Regions from separate parts of the Mus musculus genome. Here region 2 is linked to region 1. Evidence: chromatin contacts called from public Hi-C data. All regions are on one chromosome and are shown on one strand. The core of a region is the stretch at or near the end of the contact, and the rest is flanking DNA. Distances in the headings are between cores, read along the strand shown.

What was found. A called contact is a pair of places that touch in the nucleus more often than the background predicts.
Region 2: a Hi-C map of uterus shows a contact between it and region 1, with 3 times the contacts expected there. The contact joins two enhancer-like sites. A contact is called at or near these places in 3 of 484 Hi-C or Micro-C datasets (the HPC-7 cell line, myocytes and uterus).

Annotation. Positions count from the first base shown.
Region 1 is chr1:82,131,476-82,138,678 of GRCm38.p6, forward strand. It overlaps Mir6344 (microRNA 6344), which reads left to right and starts at 441; the gene lies at 441-544. Within about 2 kb of position 4,721, at least 7 of the 459 cell types and tissues checked have an H3K27ac peak or open chromatin away from gene starts, as enhancers often do. A contact at or near this core is called in uterus, where this site is marked.
Region 2 is chr1:82,426,235-82,433,437 of GRCm38.p6, forward strand. The region is part of intron 6 of Rhbdd1 (rhomboid domain containing 1); the gene reads left to right. Among named protein-coding and RNA genes, the nearest start is that of Gm46095, 58 kb to the left of the region's middle. Within about 2 kb of position 3,302, at least 63 of the 459 cell types and tissues checked have an H3K27ac peak or open chromatin away from gene starts, as enhancers often do. A contact at or near this core is called in uterus, where this site is marked.

The DNA.
Region 1 (7,203 bases), core at 3,471-5,970:
GGTTCAGGAGAAGCCCCAGCTCTTTTCTGTCACTTTGTTCTAGGCTTGTTCTTGCTGCCTCTGGAACTTAAGACACTTGCCTCCAGAGAGTTTGGCAAGATTGGAAGACAGCCGTGTGGCAAGGTTTGGAAATTGACCATTAATTGTTTGGAGAAGAAATATATGTATGTGTGTGTGTGTGTGTGTGTGTGTGTGTGTGTGTGTGTGTGTGTGGTGTGGTGTGTGTGTGTGTATGTGTGTGTATGTGTGTGTATGTGTGTGTGTGTATATACATATATATATATATATACACATATATGTGTGTGTGTATATATATATATACACATATGTGTGTGTGTATATATATACATATATATTAATATATATTAATTATTCCATCAGATACTGAGTCACTGATCTGTATTGAAGATAAGAACATGCCAGTCCTTGGAAACAAACTATTTTCCTACTGTTTTCCTACTGTTTCCCTTTTAGGTTTTGAATTGTCTGTGTTGAGCTCATTTGTGGTGGCATCCAGAGTGGAGATGGGAGAACAGGAGGAAGCAACGATATTTAAGTGCAGAGCCCTTGGCCATACAAAATCAAAGTCTGTCTCTAGGCAGAACCACCCTGGGAATGCAGTTTTATACATTCTAAAGTCAAGGTTTCTAGTCAAGAAAGTTTCTTCCTGGATTGAAAATCATAGTCAATCTCAGAAAGTTTGAGAAATACGATGATCTCGGTAGGCCCTGCTTGGTGATTCTAATCATGATAGGTCCTGAGTAGTCATCTTTTGAACACAGTTATGAGATCTGCATCCAGTGTCTGTCTTGGCTCAGTATTTGGTCAGCACCAACACCCCCTCACTCTGTTTTGCCTGGGGATGAAATGGGTCTGTTGGTCTCAAGCCTAGAATGAGTCCGTTTGTGAATCCACATAATCTCCACCTTCAGTCTTTCCTGTAGGCCAATGCCACGTAGCAAGCCCTTTGACTTCCTTCCCGATTTGCACTCACACTCCCAAGCAGCCTTGGAATCAACCTTCTAAAATGAGCGCTTTCTGATGTCTTAAAAACTCTGCCTAATTATTGCTTGAGGGATGTCGATTCTCAGAGACACAAGCCCTCCAGTTTTACCCGAATATGAGCTGGAGTTAACCATATGCCTCTGCTTTGCTCTGACATTCTTCCTGTATTAGTCTCGGTTCTCTACAGGAGCAGAACAGTAGAATTAATATATATTACAAAGGGGATTTATTAGATTGGCTTAAAAGATTTGGCCTGAGTAGTTCAACAATGACCATCTGCGTGCTAGAGAAGCTGAAAGCCAGTTAGCTCTTCGGTCCACAGACTGGATGCTTCAGCAGTCCCAGACTGGCAAAGAAAGCCTGGATCATTGCCGGTCTTCAGTCCTCATTGGAAGGCTGAGGAAGCAGAGTTCTGATGCTGGTGAAGAATAACAGAAGTAGTGGCAGTGACAAGGACAATACACTCAATAGCAGGGTGCAAAGCAGACAGAGATACAAAAGTGTCCCTGTTCTCACCCCTGACCTGTTATTTATCTAGATTGCTGCCAGAAGCTGCAGCCTACTGTGAGGGTCTTGCTCAATTAACGCTTCCAGGAAATACCCTCACAGATCCTAGAAGCAGGCCTCTTACTGATCTCATGTCAATCAAGTTGATAATTAAGATCACCACACTGCTTTTGTCATAAATAGGAGCATCCCCCCTTGCTAAACAGCTTCAACCCGCCTCTCTGCTAAACCACAGGTCCTAATTACTGGGACCTGGAGTCTAGCTTAGAACTCAGCCGATGTACTGGCTCTTGAAATTCGACTGGCTTCTTCTGACTGGCTCTTGAAGTTCTACATGAATAGCAACAATTTCCCCAGGGATCTTTCTGGAAATGTAACTTAGGGGACCACTATATCATCCCCTATGACTTAGAAACTCTGGAAGTATAATGAAGTCATCTCAGTTTTACGATAGCAGTAAAGTTTATGCATTGAAGTGCACGGAGCAACCACCTGCTCTGTAATACTTGCTCTTCCACGTTAACTTTATTAGAATTAGAATCACCATGAAAATAGACCTCTGTATGTGTCAGTAAGAGTTTCCAGATTGGAATAATTTAGGTAAGAAGACTTAGCCTAAGTGTGGGCAAGCACTGTCCATGAGTTGAGACCCTAGAGTGAATAAAAAGGACAAAGTGAGCTGAAGATCGGTATTCATCTCTTTGTCCTCTGATTGGAGATGCAATTTGACCAACTGCTTAAAGCTCCTGCTGCCTTGACTTCCCAGCCATTATGGACTCCACACTCAAACCAGGAGCCAAAATGAATCCTTTCTTTCTTACGCTGCTTTTCTTGGGTCACATCAGTGAAAAAATAACTAATAGAGAGATAGGCAGATCAAATGTATTAGAAATTTTATAGGGAGCTAAAAGCAAAGAGGAAAGAGTTTCTTCTGATTTCTCTCATGGATTGCCATGTGGCAGGGGTATTATTGGATACAACTGTTCATTCATTGGCTCTTACTGCTCTCCTCTGATCTTCTCACTTTTCTTATTGCTGTACCTATTGAAGGATGGGGGCATGTGAGCAGGGAGCTGGATGGAAAGATAGAGCATCCAGTCATGCAGCTGTTTGCTTTGGGATACCAGCATTGTGTGTGTGTGTGTGTGTGTGTGTGTGTGTGTGTGTGTGTGTGTGTGTGAGAGAGAGAGAGAGAGAGTATGTGTGTGTGTGTGTGACAGAGACAGAAACAGATAGAGACAGACAGATGGACAGAGAGGAGAGGAGAGGGAGCTCTTGGGTTTGCCTTCGTTATGTTTTCCTGTGCCGGCTGAAGAACTGAGAAGCTCAAGAGGAAGCCTCTTTTCTTCAAGACAACACAGCCTCCATTGGCCACTTTTACTTTATTCTATGAGTTCTCCCCTTGACACTCATAAGACTTGGATAAAACTCCAGGTCTGGAGGCATAACTCTGTCAATAGAACACTTACCAAGCACTCACCATAGTGAGTTCAATTCCCTAGCATGGCAGAAAAGAAGATGTATAACTCAGTTTTTTGTTTTTTATCTAAAGTGTACAGTTTTGCTTGGTACATTGTCTATGTCAGAGTCTTAATATCCCAGCTATTGATACATTGTACAGTTCTTGAAAGGTAGCCACTTTGAAACAACAGCATGCTGGAATAAGAAATGGATTCTCTCAGTATGTTTGTAGCCTAGAATCCATTTGTATGCCTCCTCATAAAATCCACTTTCTTCTAAACACCAGCCCTCTTCTTTGTTAGCCTGCTACTTTGCAAACCTAACTGTATATCTGTATGCTGAGTCTTATGTTCTTGCATATAAGTCCATTATCCCTGATGCTTTTGCTCCACAACTGAACTCCCTGACTAGGTAGCTAGGAAGACTAAACCAATCATCATGAGTGAACATGGAGTCTACTTGAGGACTCTCTGCTACTATAATGGGCAGATTTTTATTTTTACTTTTTTACTTTTAGTTTATGGTCCCTACAGCATCCCTGCCTTTGGAGAGTGAGCACAGTTCAATGGCTGTCTCAGTACACCATGTGGTGCTAAAATAGCAGCTCTGATCCAAGTGAGGCCGCTTGGAGATCCAAGCCTACCTCAGCTTGGCTTTGCCCCAAAATGAGCCAGTTATGCTAGTCCCAGACTCTTCTTGAAGGCAGCAACTGCTCTTTCTCTATAGCCGTAAGCTTTGAGGCCATGTGCTTCTGACACTCTGCAGGCCATTGGACAACCTCCAAGGAAGATGAGGGAAGGCAAGCAGAGAAGGTCCAAGCAAAAGCATAGAGCTAGCAATAGATGGACCTGTGTGTGTGTGTGTGTGTGTGTGTGTGTGTGTGTGTGTGTGTATCTATCCTATATCCTTGGTGACTCAAAATCCACAGAAGAGTGGGTCAATCAAAATCCTCATTCTAAAAACTCTTGTTAGAGTCAGGTAAGCTCAAAAAATAACAATTGGTTTGCAATCAAGAGTCATGTACAGTGAGATAAATATTTTCTAAAATATTTTGCTAATTATTCAATAAATGGAAAACCCATCCTCAGTAAATATTCTAAGATCTATGGTTCTAAATATATATCCATTTTAGACTTGTATAGCTTATTTCTAATGAAGAAATAAGCTTATTTACTCCTTAACTAGCATTCTGTTACTTAAATAAAATTGAATGCTTCCTCCTTGGTGGTAGTGTGTGTAAGTTGTTGTTGTTGTTGTTGGTGGTGGTGGTGGTGGTGGTGGTGGTGTGTGTGACAGAGACAGATAGACACACAGACACACACATAGAGAGATAGAGACAGACGGAGAATTTGTCCTAAACTTAAAATTTATGACTTTTTATGAAGTCAAAATTTATACCTGCTATGAAGAGAAAGCCTTGGCCTTGGCCCACTGCACAAACACTGCAGGCTGGCACTCAGGCATCAGAATGTCTATCTAAGCACAGCAGCAGCAGCCTCACCGTTGACCTTGTTTGAAAACTGGTATGTCAACCCCTTATTTGGTTCTGGTGAGACTCCAAACAAGGAGCCAAATCAAAATGTGTTGATAGTATTTGCTGACGTATCTCAAGCAGTTAGTTATACGGTGAAACGTGAGGCCTGGGCAGCCCTGATTAATTTGAACGAACACCAGAAAAGGTTACACTGCTCTGCAAACAGTTTTTATATAAAAATGTCACATGAAAGGCAGTGGTATTAAAGATTTATGCTGTGGGGTTTGCCTGGAATACATCAGCCGAGCACTGTTGTTCCTTGAGCCATGGATGTAATGGCACTTTCTGGTCGTTTCATCTGAGCCCTGCTTTCTTAGAACTCCATGCTGTCAAAACAGTCCTTTGTTCTGAGTTTATATGTGTAAATTTCTATTAAAAAGAACCATGGACATTTTATTTCTTTTATCAAAAACAAAAGACGAGAGGAGGGTATAAGAAATGCTGACAAAGCAGACTGGCTCCTGGGAACGCAGTGGTTTTTACATATAAGATGTACTTGGAGAGACTGGGGAGATAGCTCCGTGGAGCATGAGGACCTGAGTTTGATCTGTGAAACCTACATAATAAAAAGCCAGGCATGGTGATGCACACTTATAATCCAGGGCTGGGGAGGCATAAACAGGTTCCTCCCTGAAGCTTGAGCTCACTGCTCACCTACCCTACTCACTACTGGGCAAGCTGCAGGCCAGTGAGAAAACTAGTCTCAAAAAAGAAAGACGTCAACGTGGAAAGAGCATGAGGAGCAACATCCCAGGCTATATGCTGGTCCTAACGCACATACAAGTGTATGTATGTAATGTACCTATAGCTACACAAACATGCACACAAGCAAAACAAATGTGCTTGGAAATTCTGCTAGTTACACTAAATAATCACCTATATTAAACAAGACCCCAGAAGGATTCATGAATGTGTTTTCTGCCCTAACAGTAGCCCTTTATGAGAGATGTTCATATCTAAGGTTGTGATTTTAACACCAGAAGCAAAAATAAGCCACCTCTAGATGAACATGTCTCAAAACAGTTCAGAGCAGAAGAGGGCCAAGCTGTGATTCTGACCCTTACCCTGCAAGCTGAAGCACCTTTATACCTTTAAGAGGAGTTAAACTAGATCTACCACAGCCTTATACTGTAAAAGGCCAGCTATGTTCTTTTTATAGGCAGGGGAAGTCACTGCATACCTACAGACTATTCTGTTGCTTTGCAGGTTTTTTACCATTCTGGCATGTCTTTCCATTTTCATTCCTGCTTCCTATTGCTTAATGTCAAGAAATAAGAGTAGGGGGAGTTTCACAGCATAAAAAGTAGTAGCTTTCTTCACATAAAACCTATTTAACTAATCATCTTTTGTAATATCAGTGCACGGTTTACTTGGGGAAGGTGGACATTATGATGAAATTTTAAGACAAACTTACCATTTCAAACCATTTAGCATATCAGTTATTGGACAATCTCAGAGTAGGAGACATCAACAAATTAACACGTGCTGTGGCTTGACTGTGACCTGTCTCTATAAGCTTGACTGTTTGGACACTTGGTTCTCAACTGGAGGTGGACCTTAAAGTAGGGCCTAGATGGACAAACTGAATCACCTAGAGTCAGCTCTAAAGTTTACTAGCCCAGCCCTACTTCCTGTCCTTTCTGTGTCTGACTTTAGCCACAATGTACCCAGCTATCTCACACTCCCTCCACCATACCTGTCCACAGTGATGGCCTGTGCCCCTTCAAACTGGGAGCCACAATAAACCATTCTTATCTTCAGTTGGTTCTTGTTAGGTATTTAGTCATGACAGGGAGGAAAGTGATGAATAATACAACATGCTTTTGAGTGTTATAAGTTCAAATATAACATTTAAGATAAGTGCTACTTTTGCGTTTTCTGAAATAAATGAGTTCTTTAATCAAATGGACAAATTAACAATCACAATTTTTAATTCAGCCAGGCTTAAGGATTTAGTAACTTATATTCATTGCTTTTCTATTTTTATAATCAACCTACAAATAGAGAAAGGCATCAGAAACTTAATCCCATTCACAGGCTAGAACATAAAGCCTGGACTCATATGTAACATCAAGAAAGGGTAGCTCTAAAAGATATTAGCACTAGAAGAGAGTACCTAGAATTGTAGGGAGATCATCTTCCTATCTAAATAGTGAAGGAACAATTCAATGCCCCCCCCCCCAAAATGTAGATTATCTAGCAAAAAATCCAGTATCAGGTATAGGAATCCTCTTTTTCAGTTGTTGGTCAGTGAAGTCAGAGACCCCCCAAAATAATATAAGCTATTGCCATTACCCTTGGTTTCTTCCAGAAAAGAAGGTAAGACATTATTGGAGATACTATGTACTTCAGACATAGAATTCAAAGGAATATATCTGCATCAGACCTGGAAGTCTCCTCATTGAGGAATAGCCCTCATAATTTCAAAACCCTGCCACTGGGTCCTCTTTTTCTTTTTAGTCAAGGTGTAGTGATTTGAATAAGAATAGCCCCCATAGGTTCATACATATGAATGTTGAGTCATCAGGGATTGGTACTTTAGAAGGAGTAGGGGATGTGGCCTTGTTGGAGGAAGTATGTCACTAGTGGGTGGGCTTTGGGTAGTGCATGCCTGTAATCCCAGCACTTGGAGGCAAAGGCAGGCAGATTTCTGAGTTCGAGACCAGCCTGGTCTACAGAGTGAGTTTCAGGACAGC
Region 2 (7,203 bases), core at 2,052-4,551, 290 kb after region 1:
AGTAGTGTAGCGAATTTCCTCATGGACTACACTTTCTACCTCCCCTCTAGGAGCCTGTTTTGCTTTGAGTCTGGTTACAGGTCTAGAAGAAACTATTGGTGGGCCGTGAGCAGACTCTGCAAAATTAATTTCCTCATGTGGGGAAGGCATTATTTCAAGAGGTGGGGCTGAGGGTACTACTTCCTCAGGTGGGGCAAACCCTTGAGAATCTGAGGATTCAAAATTCTCAGCTTCAACATGGTCTTCCCACACATCCCCATCCCATGTTGTAGGATCCCATTCTTTGCCAATTAGAGCCCTTACTTTAACTGTCGACACACTCTGAGGCTGAGACTTGAATTTTCGCTGTAGTTCAGCCAACCTTACAATGAGAGTTTCTGTTTGATTTTCTGCAACTTGAGCTCTATTGCTACAAGAGAGAAGATTCTCCTCAAGGACACACTTAGCAACTTTTAGATCGTTTACTTGTGTCTGGAGCCTTTCGATTTTATCACACAACTCCTTCCTTTCATTCATCATTTTTTCCACAGATACTAAGAGCAGCCAGCCAGTAAAATCATTTTTCGATTTTTTCCCCATCTTGTAGAAAGCTTTGTGCACTGAATCACCTAATTCATTAAGAAAATCAAGGGCATTAGCTTCTTTAAGTTCGGAATATAGTTTCAACCATGGGTCTTCAAAATTCTCTGAGCTCCCAGGAGGGAGAGAATCTGGAGAGGTTTCAATAGTTGAAAGTGCTGGTGGATCAACAAGCCAATTCCAGAATTTTAAAAGATTCATCCTTGTACTTCTGTTACTCTAGAACCACTCCTGGTACCAACTTCTGTATTAGTCAGGGTTCTCTAGAGTCACAGAACTTATGGATAATTTCTAAATAGTAAAGGAATTTATTGATGACTTACAGTCGGCAGCCCAATTCCCAACAATTGTTCAGTCGCAGCTGTGAATGGAAGTCCAAGGATCTAGCAGTTACTCAGTCTCACGCAGCAAGCAGGCGAAGGAGCAAGAGCTCGAGCTAGACTCCCTTCTTCCAATGTCCTTATATTGTCTCCAGCAAAAGGTGTAGCCCAGATTAAAGGTGTGTTCCTTAACTCGGAGATTCAATCTTCTGGAATCCATAGCCACTATGGCTCAAGATCTTCAAACCAAGATCCAGATAAGGATCTCCAAGCCTCCAGATAAGGGTCACTGGTGAGCCTTCCAATTCCGGATTGTAGTTCATTCCAAATATTGTCAAGTTGACAACCAGGAATAGCCACTACAGGCACTGAAGCCAGGGAGCTGGTTTCACTTCAGACACTGTCAGAGCTAGCTGTGTTCTTAACTTCTGCCTCTGCTTAAGCATCTGTAAGACAAAGGGGAGCCTGGGTGGCCCCTCTGCTTCAATGAGCTCCAAACACTGTAGATGCATCTTAATATTGCACGGGTCGTAGAGCTTTGGATGGTGTTCTCTTTATGGAGTGTGATTAGAGCCGTTGTTCATCGTCTTGCAGATCCCCTGTCTCTAACCTCATCTGTATCCCCTGGATACACTTAGACCTAGAGGTGCCATCCCCCACCCCTGATAGTAGGTACCCCAGACAGGGAAAAATGGCCATGCCTACTCAGTGCCTTTCTTGATCCAACACAAGCTAGCTTGAGCTGCTTTGACATGCAGCAGCATTAAAGGAACAGTGTCCAGTACTGTGACCGTTTTAATAAATTATCAAGATTTATGACCCTTGTCCGTATCATACTCCCTTCTGCCTTTCCGTCTTTGTCCATGTATGCTGTATTGGACACTGACACGCTCTCTGGAGTTCAAAACTGTTTCCCACGTACTCTCTCCATTTGTGTAAGAGGAAGGAAAACAGCCAGCTGGATTCACACATTGGGTTGTTGTCTCATTTGGAAGGGAAGGGAATGGGAAGAACTATCCACTTGTGCCAAGGTGTGGCTATCAGTACTAGTGGCTAAAGGACAAGGTCGGATCCATCACAGGCATCTAGCATGTAAGCCCCCGGGCACTGAGGCATGAAGGTGGTGCTAATCCTCATCCATGATTCTGCCCTCATGATTCTATCCCACACTAAGGACCCTACCTGTCTTCTTGAAGATCTGTCTCTTTCTCTAAGATATATCAAAAAAGGTCACAGTGGGAGACCTGGTGCTTGGTAGGAGACATGGTGGGGGGCGGGGGTGGGTCCTGGAACAATCAGGCTGTGTCAAGTCTGGCTCCTGGCTCTTTGTGGTTATAAAGTTATGTACCTTTGCATTCAGAACAAGGTAACTGAGCTACAGGGGTCAAGGACTGTTGCTGGGACTTGCACCTCTGGTGTCTGGACTCTGCCTGCAGCTGACTGTTCATTTTCTTCTGCACTCGGTGTGATCTCGCCGCCATGATTGCCTCTGCCTCCTCCTCCTGCATACAAGCATGGCAGTGCATTTGCTAGGTTCTTCAGCTGTACCCGGCCCCTGTGTATCCAAAATAGCTGAGTGCAATCCATGACAATGTTGTTTTCAGATGTTTATAATCCCAAAGAGTGCCCTTCTGTCTTTTATAATAAAATCACTCTGGCGTGGGTGTTTTGTATTGGAAAGGCTAGCCAGGCTCACAGCATCAGGTACAGAGCATTGCATTATGTGTCATTTGTAGCCTGCCCCAGGGGCAATGGTGACCCTTGAGACATTACCCTAGCCCTACGGCATAATTAACAAGATCAAAAATATATAAAGAGCCACTCCCCAATCAGGCCAAGATGCTGCAAGAGCATTCACTGCTAGCCTCTTGGGCTTTAACAGCTCGGAATTAGTACTGGGAAGCACCCCATTGCTCTGAAGTTTTAAGTCTTGCCTTTAAATTGAACAGTGGTACTTTTTTTTTTTTTGCCATGTTCCTCCAATAACACCATTGTAAACATGAGGGCTTTGCATTTTAGCATAAATTTGAACAATGTGGTTTTGAAAGAGTTCACCACATCAAAGCCAGGCTGTTTGGGCATGTTTTACAAATTCTTTTCTCTATAGTATTTAAAGCTACAAATGACTCATAGGCTCACATTCCATTTAGATCAGTCATGTTGGCAGCTCTCCTCACTGGGGCTTAACTGCCCTTAGTCTTTGTACCCTGGGAGAGTTATCTTGAAATCAGGTGTGGGCCCTTAGCCAAGTCAAATGCCCTTACTGGCTCTCTTCAGATCCAAGGAAACGCTTGGAAATTGTTGCATTTGCAGCAACAAACCCATCAATTTTGTTCTTGTCTGCTTGTGCTTTCTTTCTTGAATAAAGGTCTCACTATGTCACCATGGCTGGCCTAGAACTTGGTTACATAGTCCAGGCTGCCCCAGATCTGCCTGCCTCCCAAGTACCGGGATTAAAGGTGTTTACCACCTTGCCTGGCCTTCTTGCTTTTCTTTTTTATCTCAAATGTTCTCTGTATGTTCTCTATGCACCCTCCTCACGTTCTGCTTTTTAGTAACATTTTGTTGAGCCACTGGTCCAAGTGAGGGAAGTTCAGGCAAGAGCCTTGTGCTCCTGGTTTGAAAGCAACAGAAGAACAGTGGGCTGAAACCTGATGCTGCACGGGGGCTGTGAGACCACTTGTTAAAATCACCAAGCTTTGGTGGCGGGTAGGATAGAAAGATGCTGAGGTAGAAGGTGTATCAAGGGTGTGCCTTGGCTTGTGTGACTGAGTGGATGGTGGAGGAGAGAGAGAGGGAGGGAGGGGAGAGAGCAGAAGGAGAGCGCCCATGGAAGGGAATTATCAGAGAAACAGGTTGGGTGCTAGACTCCTTTAATTCACTTGGCCTTCAGAATGCCCTTGTGCGTTCCCTAGATTTCTTCATTGTACAAATAAGTAAGCCAAGGACCAGCACCAAAAAGTCGTCTGAGGGCAAACATAAAGGGAAAGCCGGTGCTCAAACTCAGCTGTGCCTCCACACCCACTGTGTGGCTTGCTGGGGCACACCTGGGGCTTGCTGTGTAACCAAGGCTGGCCTGTAACCTCTGCTTCCCCTGGGGCTAAGCATGCACAGTGACACCTCACAAACTTTATCAAATCTTCCTTTTTTCTCCTTGAAACTGTAGGGAGGCCTCCCAGTACTAACCTTCTGTAGGACACACCTTTCCAAATCCACACACGTTTCCAAAAATGCTTAGGGGGTAATTTACCATCCCTTTATCTAGATCTTCAGCTGTCTAGAATCTTAAGGTCTGTTTTTTTTTTTTTTTTTTCCTTTCTGTTCATAATGTACACTGTACTTTTCTGATAATAATGAGTAGGTGTTTAGGAGTAACTCAGTAGCATTGTTTGCTGTCAAATCTCAATACTACAGAACATCTCAAAATAACTTTTGAGATGAATTCTCCCCAGTCTGAGGCAATTAGAAGCAGGCTATCTTAAGAGCACATAAGAGCCACTGGGAAACCCCTGGGAGGATTTGTCTGTTGAATGTGCTATGCTTTAGTCTCAGGGCAGCCTCTTCTTATGTGTGCTAACGCACATACACATGTAGAATGCACGCATGCAGACCCAAGTACGTGCAAGAACATGCGTGTATACATAGAGATGCACACAGATGCACAAGTCTTATCATACACCAGGTCAGAATTCTGGGTAAGAATGAGTTTATTCCATCTAGAAGGCCACACAGAAAGTGGGAATTAGACTCAGGGTTAGGTTCAACGCCATCGCACGCAGAAGCACGTGCTCCTTCTAGGATGGTTTATGACATCATAGAACTGGCTTTAACCATCACGGTTCTGGGCTGACTGACCTGCACAGAAAGGCAGAGCTCTAGGGACCAAGGACTAAGGCTTCTGCTTGCTTGTGTGCTTCTCCCGAAGGCCTCTCAGGCTACTCATCTCATAGCTTATCCACACAGGCGTGGGTCGTCCTCACTTCCAAGTTGTCTGCCAGGTCTTACCACTTCAAAGTTGTGGACATCACACTGTCTCCAGAGTGCCTCTTTGGCTGGTTTTCAGCCTCCTAACCGAGTGTCTTTTTTGCTCTTCTTTCTTTGCTGCTTTGGCCCAGCAAAGAATGAGGCCCTAAGGTGGAAGCTGCTTTCTTTCTTGTGGATCTACCTTGGACTGTCCTTGCTGAGAGCCATTGGCCCAGCCCTGTGATTGACTATGTCACTGTCGTGGCCAGGGTTCCACCTGAAAGAGATGAATGCCCAGAGGGTTTTTAGCTTTAATGATGGATTTGAACAACAGCCCTGCTTCTCTGGTCCAGTAAGACTGTCAGGGACAATTTCCCAGGTCAGGGGTTATCTCCATAATTATGCATTGATATCAATACATCTGGACATGTAGTTATACACTGCCCAGGCTTGTGGTCTTCGAAGAATGTTTAGTGTTGAGTATTTAAGGCTTTTAAGAGCATACATATACATATACATGACATCTCATCTGTCAGTCTGTTTCTTGCTCCTAAATGTGTCAAGAAATCTAGGGTCCTGGCAAATTCATAAAATTCATTAATAGACCGAGCTGTATTTCCAAAGTCTGTGGCTTCCTAGCTTCCCTTATTTGAGTTCCAAGAGCTAGGGTGACTGGACTCTGGTGTGGTCCCCTGCCTAGGATGATAACATCCCCATTGTGCCTATGGCAGACAACAAGCTCTGGCCTCAGCCCCTTACAAGGGCACGAGCCCCGTTGTAGAGGCTTCCTCTAACAACCTACAAAAGCCTTCACCTGAAAATACACCACAGTAAAGATTAGGGTGTCATCATTTGGACTGGGGGAAGGGACAGGCATCTGGTCCAGGGCAGATGCCTTGAACTTGCACCAACAGGCAGGACATCCGCAGCTACTTGAGATCGCAGGTTAAGCCAATGAATTCTCCTGGCAAAAACCATTGTGTGAAAGGGGCTTTGTAGATTTCTAAAACTCATGGAATACTCTGCTCTGAAGTTCTGGTCAGTCCAGTTCTTTGCAAAGGAAAAAAAAAAAAAAAGTCAGGCCACATTCTGACTGTCCTTACACAGCTGTCCATTCCCTGAACTACCACGGTATCAGGCCTTGCCACAGTGAGAGCTGAGCAACTCAGTCTAACCTGCTCTCTCTTCCTCCTCTCCTTCTGTCTGACATCCCTCTGGATTAGGACAAGGATTGGGACCAGACCAGGTAGGAGGTCCGAGAAAGGATACACAGAGAGAGGTGTGACAGCGAACCTTGATTGTGAACGTGTTTAAATTAAGAAAATCCTAGATCTGGGGCTGGAGGGATGGCTCAGCCATTAGGAATGCCTACTGCTCTAGCCGAGGACCCAGGTTCAGTTCCCAGCACTCACAGGGTGACTCACAACCACATGTAACTCCAGGCCCAGGCAATCCAATGCCTGTTTCTGGAGAATGCCCCGCATGCAAGAGGTGCACATACACTCACAAAGCCTCACACAGATGCACAGAAATAAAGATCAGTTTTAGCCAAGGAAATTTCCACATTAGTATAACACACCTGTGTGTGTGCTGCATAACTGAGTGGTTTAATCCCTTGGTGGATCTAAACTAGGACTGCGGAAGTTATAATATGACTGCAGTGTTACAAGGTACTAAAAAAGTATGAGGTGCACCTTGGTTGAAGGAAGTAGGTCCCCGGAGTGTGTCTTTGGAAATTATGTCCTGACCTGGCCCCTTCCTGTTTTGCCCTATTCTGCTTCCTGTCCAGCAGGAGGAAAGGTCCTCTGCCTCATACTCCTGTTGCTACCATGTTCTTACCCATGCATGTGGTGCCAAGCAGCCCTGCACCGAACTCTGAAGCCCGGAGCAAAATGAACCTTCCCTTAAATCGTTTCTGCCAGTAATGCGGTTACAGCGGTGAGAACGGTAACTGCTACAGGTCGGAGCGGCTGTGCAAGTTAGCAGGAACCACTGCACTTAGGCATCCTTCACTGTTAGACATCCTGCACTGTTGCAGTCCTTACAGCCTTCAGTCTTGACAGTCACCGCACATTACATAGTTTCATCTTTCTGACTTGGAGTTAGAGTTGTAAGGGGGCTACGGACTGGAGCAGTAAGCACAAGGCATGTGCACATGAGCAAAAATGAATTCTGACTTTGGAACTGATATGAAACCCCTGTGTCCTCTCTCCCAGGACCTTGTGAGTCTTTCCTGGGGAAGAATTGTGATGTGACACAGAACCTGCTAGGTGCTGGCAGATGACCCGCAGACCATCTAGACAGTAAACAACTCCCTAATGTTCTGTGCAGCGTCTTCTGT